Regions from separate parts of the Gossypium hirsutum genome. Here region 1 is linked to region 2. The links are chromatin contacts, called in public Hi-C maps. All regions are on one chromosome and are shown on one strand. Each heading gives the region's core, a stretch centred on a gene start, on an enhancer-like site or on the middle of the called end of the contact. The rest is flanking DNA. Distances are from core to core; before and after follow the strand shown.

Region 1 (3,241 bases), core at 108-2,607, 83 kb after region 2:
CTTTGACAGCGCCATCACCATAGATTTGGAACCTATCAAGGGGTGGTAGAACATCTGCTGGATGAGTGTTGTCATGGTAGGGCCAAGCAGCAATGGAGTTGCAGCATATGTAACTGTACGGGATCCCGCATTCCTCTATCTGCCTCCTAATCTTGCTCTTTTGCTCATACATGGTCAGCCCCGGCTCCACCGGTTTCGCCCTATCTATGTCATGACCAAATTCCGACGGTACAAACCTCTGCAAATATATATTTCATCCATTAAAATAGTGCCTTATGAATCATGAACTTTATGCAGTTTTGGAGTCCTTGATCTTGCATTGCATGCAGGCCCAACCTTAAGGTAGTTTGGGAGTGCGACCACCAAGGCCTAGGGCTGGAAGAGGCCCAAAAATAAAATTTTCAACTTTCAAGGTAGAAAATAATTTTCAACTTTTTAAATTTTTTGACGTACACTTTATTATAGGCAGGAAAAGAAAGAAGAAAAGGGTCTCCAATTTTTTATTTTATTGTATTATATTTTATAAATTTTTAAAAAGAGTCTCAATTTATTATTTTACCTAATGTCTCAAAAATATCAAGAGTGGATCTGATTGCATGCTATCACATGACATAACACACAACCATATATGTTGAGCAGAAATATACCTTCACAGTGTTTACATTCTTAATAGCCTCTATTAGACTGAGCTGGTCCAAGATGCTCTCCCCTCCTACAGCAGATATTACAACTTCTATCTTATATTCTCTCAGAACTTTCTCCATGAATTCTTGGTCGGTGATAGAACCCTGTTATAACATTTTCAGTTCTTGCGTAAACTTGTATATAATACATAAATGTACATGTATGTATATGCATAGGTATTGCTGTATAGAACATGATTTTGCCTATACAAATATATATATACATGCACAAAAAGAAAATTTCTTGAAAATTCAAGGATATATAAATACGAAGAGATGCCGAGAAGAAAATGGTAAATTACATATATAACGATGGCTCCTTTGTCTTGAAGAAACTTAATGGTGGAAGCTTTGGAGGGAGAGTTTGAACTAGAGCGGACTAAGATATACGTTGGCCGGCCTGAGTCTAGACAGGCCTCGGTAATGAACCGACCTATGAACCCACTTGAACCGATAACTACAGTCTGACCGGCCTCTGACTCATTTGGATATGAACCATTCATTTGTGTTGATTTCATAATTGCTTGCTTTTGTTTTCAACTTTAGAAATTTTGGGGCACAAAAGGAAAGTAAGGAAAGAGGGTGAGTAAAAAGAAATATCCAATTGTGTTTAAATAGAGGTGAGCGGTTTAAAGGGTGGGTAGAAAATCGCGATGGCGCATTGATAGCTCGAATTAGGAAGGGAACTTTTACCATTCTCAATTATATATTTAACCAATGGCTTGCTTGCTTTGTTGTGTTTTTCTTTTAGTAAAATTATGCTATTAGTCCCTATACTTTTTGAAAGTTATGGATTTATTCCTTTTACTTTAATTTGATCATTTTTAGTTTTGTAATTTTAGTCTTGACCCAAACAATAGCATTTAAATATATTTGGTTAAATACAATTACTAGTTTTGCACTATGGGTATAATTATAGATTTAGTTCATATTCTCCAATTAGATCATTTTAAGTCCTAATACTTCTCAAAATTTGAAATTTCAGTCTTCACAAAATTGGCAGTAATGAATCCATTAATTGAATTTTTAGAAAGCTATATGTGAAAATAACAAGTTGAAGTGACATTTTAAGATTTAGTAATTACCGTTTAGTGAGGATTGAAATTTTAAATTTTAAAAAGTATAGAGACTAACAGCAGAATTAAACCTTTTTGCTTTTCTGTTTCGGTTTCCATACCACCGCCTTCACCTTGTTTATGATCAAGGTTGTTGACATCGGTCTTAGTCTGCCTTTGGGCACTCTCAAGGACCGTTCTTCATTGTAATATGCTTGCTTGTATGGCCACTTTTTTATGGGAATTAAATCTTGACCCGTATGTTTCTAAAAAAATATTGCATTTCAAGTACTTTTGATTTTTCCTTCTAACAATTATCTTGGAACTTAGGCCAATAGCAATTGATTAGTTAATGTGTACTTAGGTACGGTACTATATTAATTTCCAGCGTAGAAGTGGTTGTGGGTATAGTTTGTAGAACCAAAAATCATTAAATCTCTACCTATGCTTGTTGGTTAAGTAAAATGAAGTTTAATGTGTGTTGAGCTCAGGTTCAAGTTATGTGGATGGAAAAAATAATATTGAATTTGTTTTTCTCTAATTTAGAAGTTTGATGAATCTCAAATTAAAGTATAATTCATGCTTAATGTGAGTATCAGATATGTGGATGTTTAAACGATTATTAAATCTTATTTCCTTTTTCTCATAATAATTAGAACTCAAAAACCAATTCCAAGTACATATTTATGTTTTACTTTTTTTGGTGCAAATTTAATTTTATAAATAGACCAAACTTTTTACATATTACACATTTTTTAAAAACAAAAAAATAATAATTACATATATTATAGACATAATGATAAATTTAGTCTTTATTGTTCATATTTTTTGTCAAATTGATGTTTGCCTACTTAATAAAAATTTAGTCAAACTGGTTTTTTTAAGATGAAAAAGTTAATTAAATCATTCAAATTTTAACAACATTAATTAATAAAAATTTTACAAAAATAAATAGAAATATTTAAAATTCAACAAATTTCAAAGTTCATAAAAGAATTTTTAAAAAATAATCTATGTTAACAGTGAAATACACATAAATTATCAGGTTAATGTATTAAAATTAACATATTATTTAATTTTTTTATCTAAATTAAAATAATTTAATTAAAATTTGAAGGTTAGGATAAATTTATTTCTATACCTACATTATTATGTGGGAAGAATGGGTAGATCTCAGTTAAAATATGGTTTGATAGTCAGGTTCTTGACCAGTAGATAAGAGTCCTTTTTGAATTTTGGGTTCTTTTGGCGCTAGTCAACTTACCAAAAGCGATTGATACTTGAAAGTTGAAACTTTCTAGCTACTTCAAATAAATACTTATGTTTATCTTCGAATTGATTGAAGTTGCAGCTGCTCCCTTTTCGTTGGTGACAACTGGTTGATGTTTAAAGCTTAATTTGCATTATTGTCGCGGCAATGATTTTGATTTTTTTTCTTTAATTTTAACAGTTAATCTATTTGAGTAAATTACATTTAAATTCGTTAAATTATACGTTTTAGTT
Region 2 (3,298 bases), core at 440-2,939:
AGAACATTGTACCGGTCTTGCAATAAGGGAATTGGACGCTGGTAATAAGCCTTTCTATCCCCAAAATAACCTCTCATGATCCTTTCTCTGTCATTCTCCCATGCTTTTACTGCTCCCCCGACTTTTAACATTTCAGGTCATTGTCCCCATGATGAGCAGCCACAAAAGGTGAATAGCATCGTCTGTGAATGGGTAGTAGCTGTTGAAAGAAAACTAACTGCAAACTCTTACTCGTAAGCACTTGGCATTCCTTCCAAAATAAGCCTCATTTTCTATTCTCAGAGCTCTGGTTCGTTAAATCCAGCTTACAAAATTGCTAAATTTGAAATTGAAGAATCTTTTATAGGCTAACATCTTACCGATTCAATTTGAAGTTAACGGTAATACGTAAATCCTTGAAGCCGATTTGATTCATTATTTTAGAATTTGTGAATTCTGATAGGCAATTTGTGATGTTTCACTATAGTGCCAGTCAGTCCATGACCATGGCAATGTCATTGCCATTTCTTTTTCTCTTTAGTGATTATGATAGGATGGCATCTAAAGTTCATGTTTATAGTTCATGTCATATGTTCTTTTGTATTTTTGTGTCGTAATCATGCTTACAATATTATACACTTAGATTTCAACACGTTAACAATTCATGTTATATAAATTTCGATATGTTTGTAAATTTGTGTTCATGGTATTGATTTAGTATCGTTATGTTGTATCGTGCAATTTTATCGTGTTTAAGTGAAGTGGGCTGGGCTTATCATGTTTGGACTGAGTTTGAGTTGTGAATAGGATGAGCATTTGATTAAGTCAAGTCGAATTGAGTGAAAAAAAAATTTGTCGAGTTGATAATTCCTTGTCATCCTAACTTGATTTGAAATTTTTTTTAAATTGAGTTGAGTGAAATGAAAATCGAATCGAAACAATAATTTTTTTCAAATTAAATTAAGAAAAATTAATGTGGCCATAAAATTTTGTTGACAATATGACTAAATTTCGAGTTAAACATATATATATGAAAACTCTTTTGAAACAAAACAAGAGAAAAATAAGATAATTAGTATGATAAATTTGATTTAATAATTTACTTGTTCAAGCTTCAAATTAATTATTTTGGATTTTTTCTATAAATTTATATTTTAGCATATTTGTATTTTTTTAAAGACTTTTTAATAATTTTAGAATTTTTAATTTTTTGAATATATATATTTATGAATTTTGGAAAAAATATTTCATAAATGTTTTGAAGAATATTTTGACTTTTTTTAAAAAATTAAAGAGATTAATTTGCATATTTTCAAAACTGTTAGGTATTCGAAGAGTATTTATATTAATTTATTATTCGAGTTATTTGAGTTGTAAATATAACTTATTCAAACTCAAAAAAATTAATTATTTATTCGAGTTGATTCAAAAAAATCGAATAACTTATTCGATTGAATTAATCTAAAATTCAAAACAATTAAATTATTTTACTCAAATCGAATTTTAACCACCTTTGAAAATTCTAATACAAGTCCAATTGGCCCTTTCATTGTTTTGAGTTCATAAAAAGGATTAAGCTCGTTAATGTCGATTGTTAGGGTGGCAGAAGGAAAAATAAGAAAATGACGCCATGACTCAACCACTTCTCTTCCAAGTCCTGCCATATTATATAATAATCTCACGACAAGAGCATGTCAAGAGCACGGCCACTACATGGGACAATGAGACAAAGGCCGGCCATTCTCAGCTAATAACGCGCATTCCTGCTCCCGCTACGTCTCTTTGATGTAAACTGAACCAAACTCGAATAGTGGAAAGCTTAAAATGTTTAGTTTGAGTTTAATTAAATATAAACTTTTAAGCTTGAGATTTAATCGGGTTATTTAAATTTGAGCTTGATTGAATTTATTTTTTAAATTTTGTATTCTTGATTAAATTTGAACTCGATTAACCTTGTTTATATTCAAGTTTGAGCTCACTTGTATTTAAACTCTTTTTATAAGGTAAATTAAACTTAAGGTCATTAAATTATTAATAAGTTTACGTTTTGGTCACTCAACTCCGAAATGTTACAAATTGGTCATTGAAATGTTTGAAAGTTTCCATTGAAGTCATTGGGCTATTAAATCGTTGTTGCGTGGCTTTTTTTGCACTGCTTGCACCAAATAGAAACTCTTCTTCCCTTTCTCTTCTATAATTTAGTTTTTTTTTATGAAACAGCTTTAAACATCGCGAATTTACAAACCAAAATTCAAATAGCTTTCTTCTTCGATTTCTAACATTGACCATGAAACCGATTTGGATCTAAGGTGTTTTTTTTCTCATTGATGTGCACTAATTAGACTTAGTCATGGGCCAAGCCACCTGCCTAGGCCCAAAAACCCGCCCAAAAAGTGGGACGGTTGGGGAAAAATTATAGGCATGAAAAATAGGCTTAAACAAAAAAATAAGGCCCATTTTTTAAATAGGGCAAGCTGGGTCAAGTTTGGGTTTAGCATTATTAATTTGGGTAGAATTTTAGATTCGTTTTCTAACATTTTGCAACGACCCGACCTAGCCTATGATTAAGTCTAGTACTAAACCACCATACAAATTGTCAAGCCATTGATTAGAGCTCACTAGCCAAACTTTGAAAAAAAACAAAACTCAAAAATTCAATAACTTAAATGAATATTTTCAAATAATCCAAGGACCAATTTGTAATTTTTTAAAATTTTGTGACCAAAACATAAATTTACTAATAGTTTAGTGACCTCAAGTGTAGTTTACCTTTTTATATAATAAAAGTAAAAATATAATTTCATAATATAAAAATATATTAAAATAAAATGCTTGATTAAGCTTACAAAGCCTTTCAAATCGTGTATTATGGTACTCAAATTCAACTCAATCGATAATTACTTTTATTGATTTGAATTTTTTTCAAACCGAACTTAAATCGCTTACCATCGCTCTATTTTATTTGCATCCCTATTCCAAACAAATAATATCAAAACCCATGCCCCTCATTACCAAGTTAGTCACATTTTACTAAAACTATTAATAAAATTGAAAAAAAAAGATTTTAGTATAAATAAAATTTTGTAAAAATATTTAAATATCCTATTTTATAATTAAAAAATAATAACATCTTCTACATTAAGTAGTAATAAATGTTATTCTTTTTCTCACTGAATACTTGATCATTCAAGTACAGAATTTATAATAAATATATAGATATAGAAAGTTTTGTCTTCATTATTTCATTTCATTTCCTAGCGAGGACAGTTGTAGGAAGTTTGGACTTGCATATTTGATCTCCATTATTTCATGCTTACAA

What was found. Hi-C and Micro-C count contacts between places; a contact is called where the count stands out from the background.
Region 1: a Hi-C map of leaf shows a contact between it and region 2, with 2.3 times the contacts expected there. The contact joins the promoter of LOC107931042 here to the enhancer-like site in region 2. A contact is called at or near these places in 5 of 34 Hi-C or Micro-C datasets (callus and leaf).

What each region holds. Positions count from the first base shown.
Region 1 is chrA12:108,252,513-108,255,753 of Gossypium_hirsutum_v2.1, forward strand. It overlaps LOC107931042 (leucoanthocyanidin reductase), which reads right to left and starts at 1,358. Exons shown (of 5, transcript XM_016862817.2): 1 at 986-1,358; 2 at 648-788; 3 at 1-238. The coding sequence starts at 1,201.
Region 2 is chrA12:108,169,337-108,172,634 of Gossypium_hirsutum_v2.1, forward strand. LOC107931059 reads left to right here. Exons shown (of 14, transcript XM_016862844.2): 13 at 1-41; 14 at 137-673. The coding sequence ends at 237. Among protein-coding and RNA genes, the nearest start is that of LOC107931059, 5.5 kb to the left of the region's middle. Within about 2 kb of position 1,690, at least 2 of the 9 cell types and tissues checked have an H3K27ac peak or open chromatin away from gene starts, as enhancers often do. A contact at or near this core is called in leaf, where this site is marked.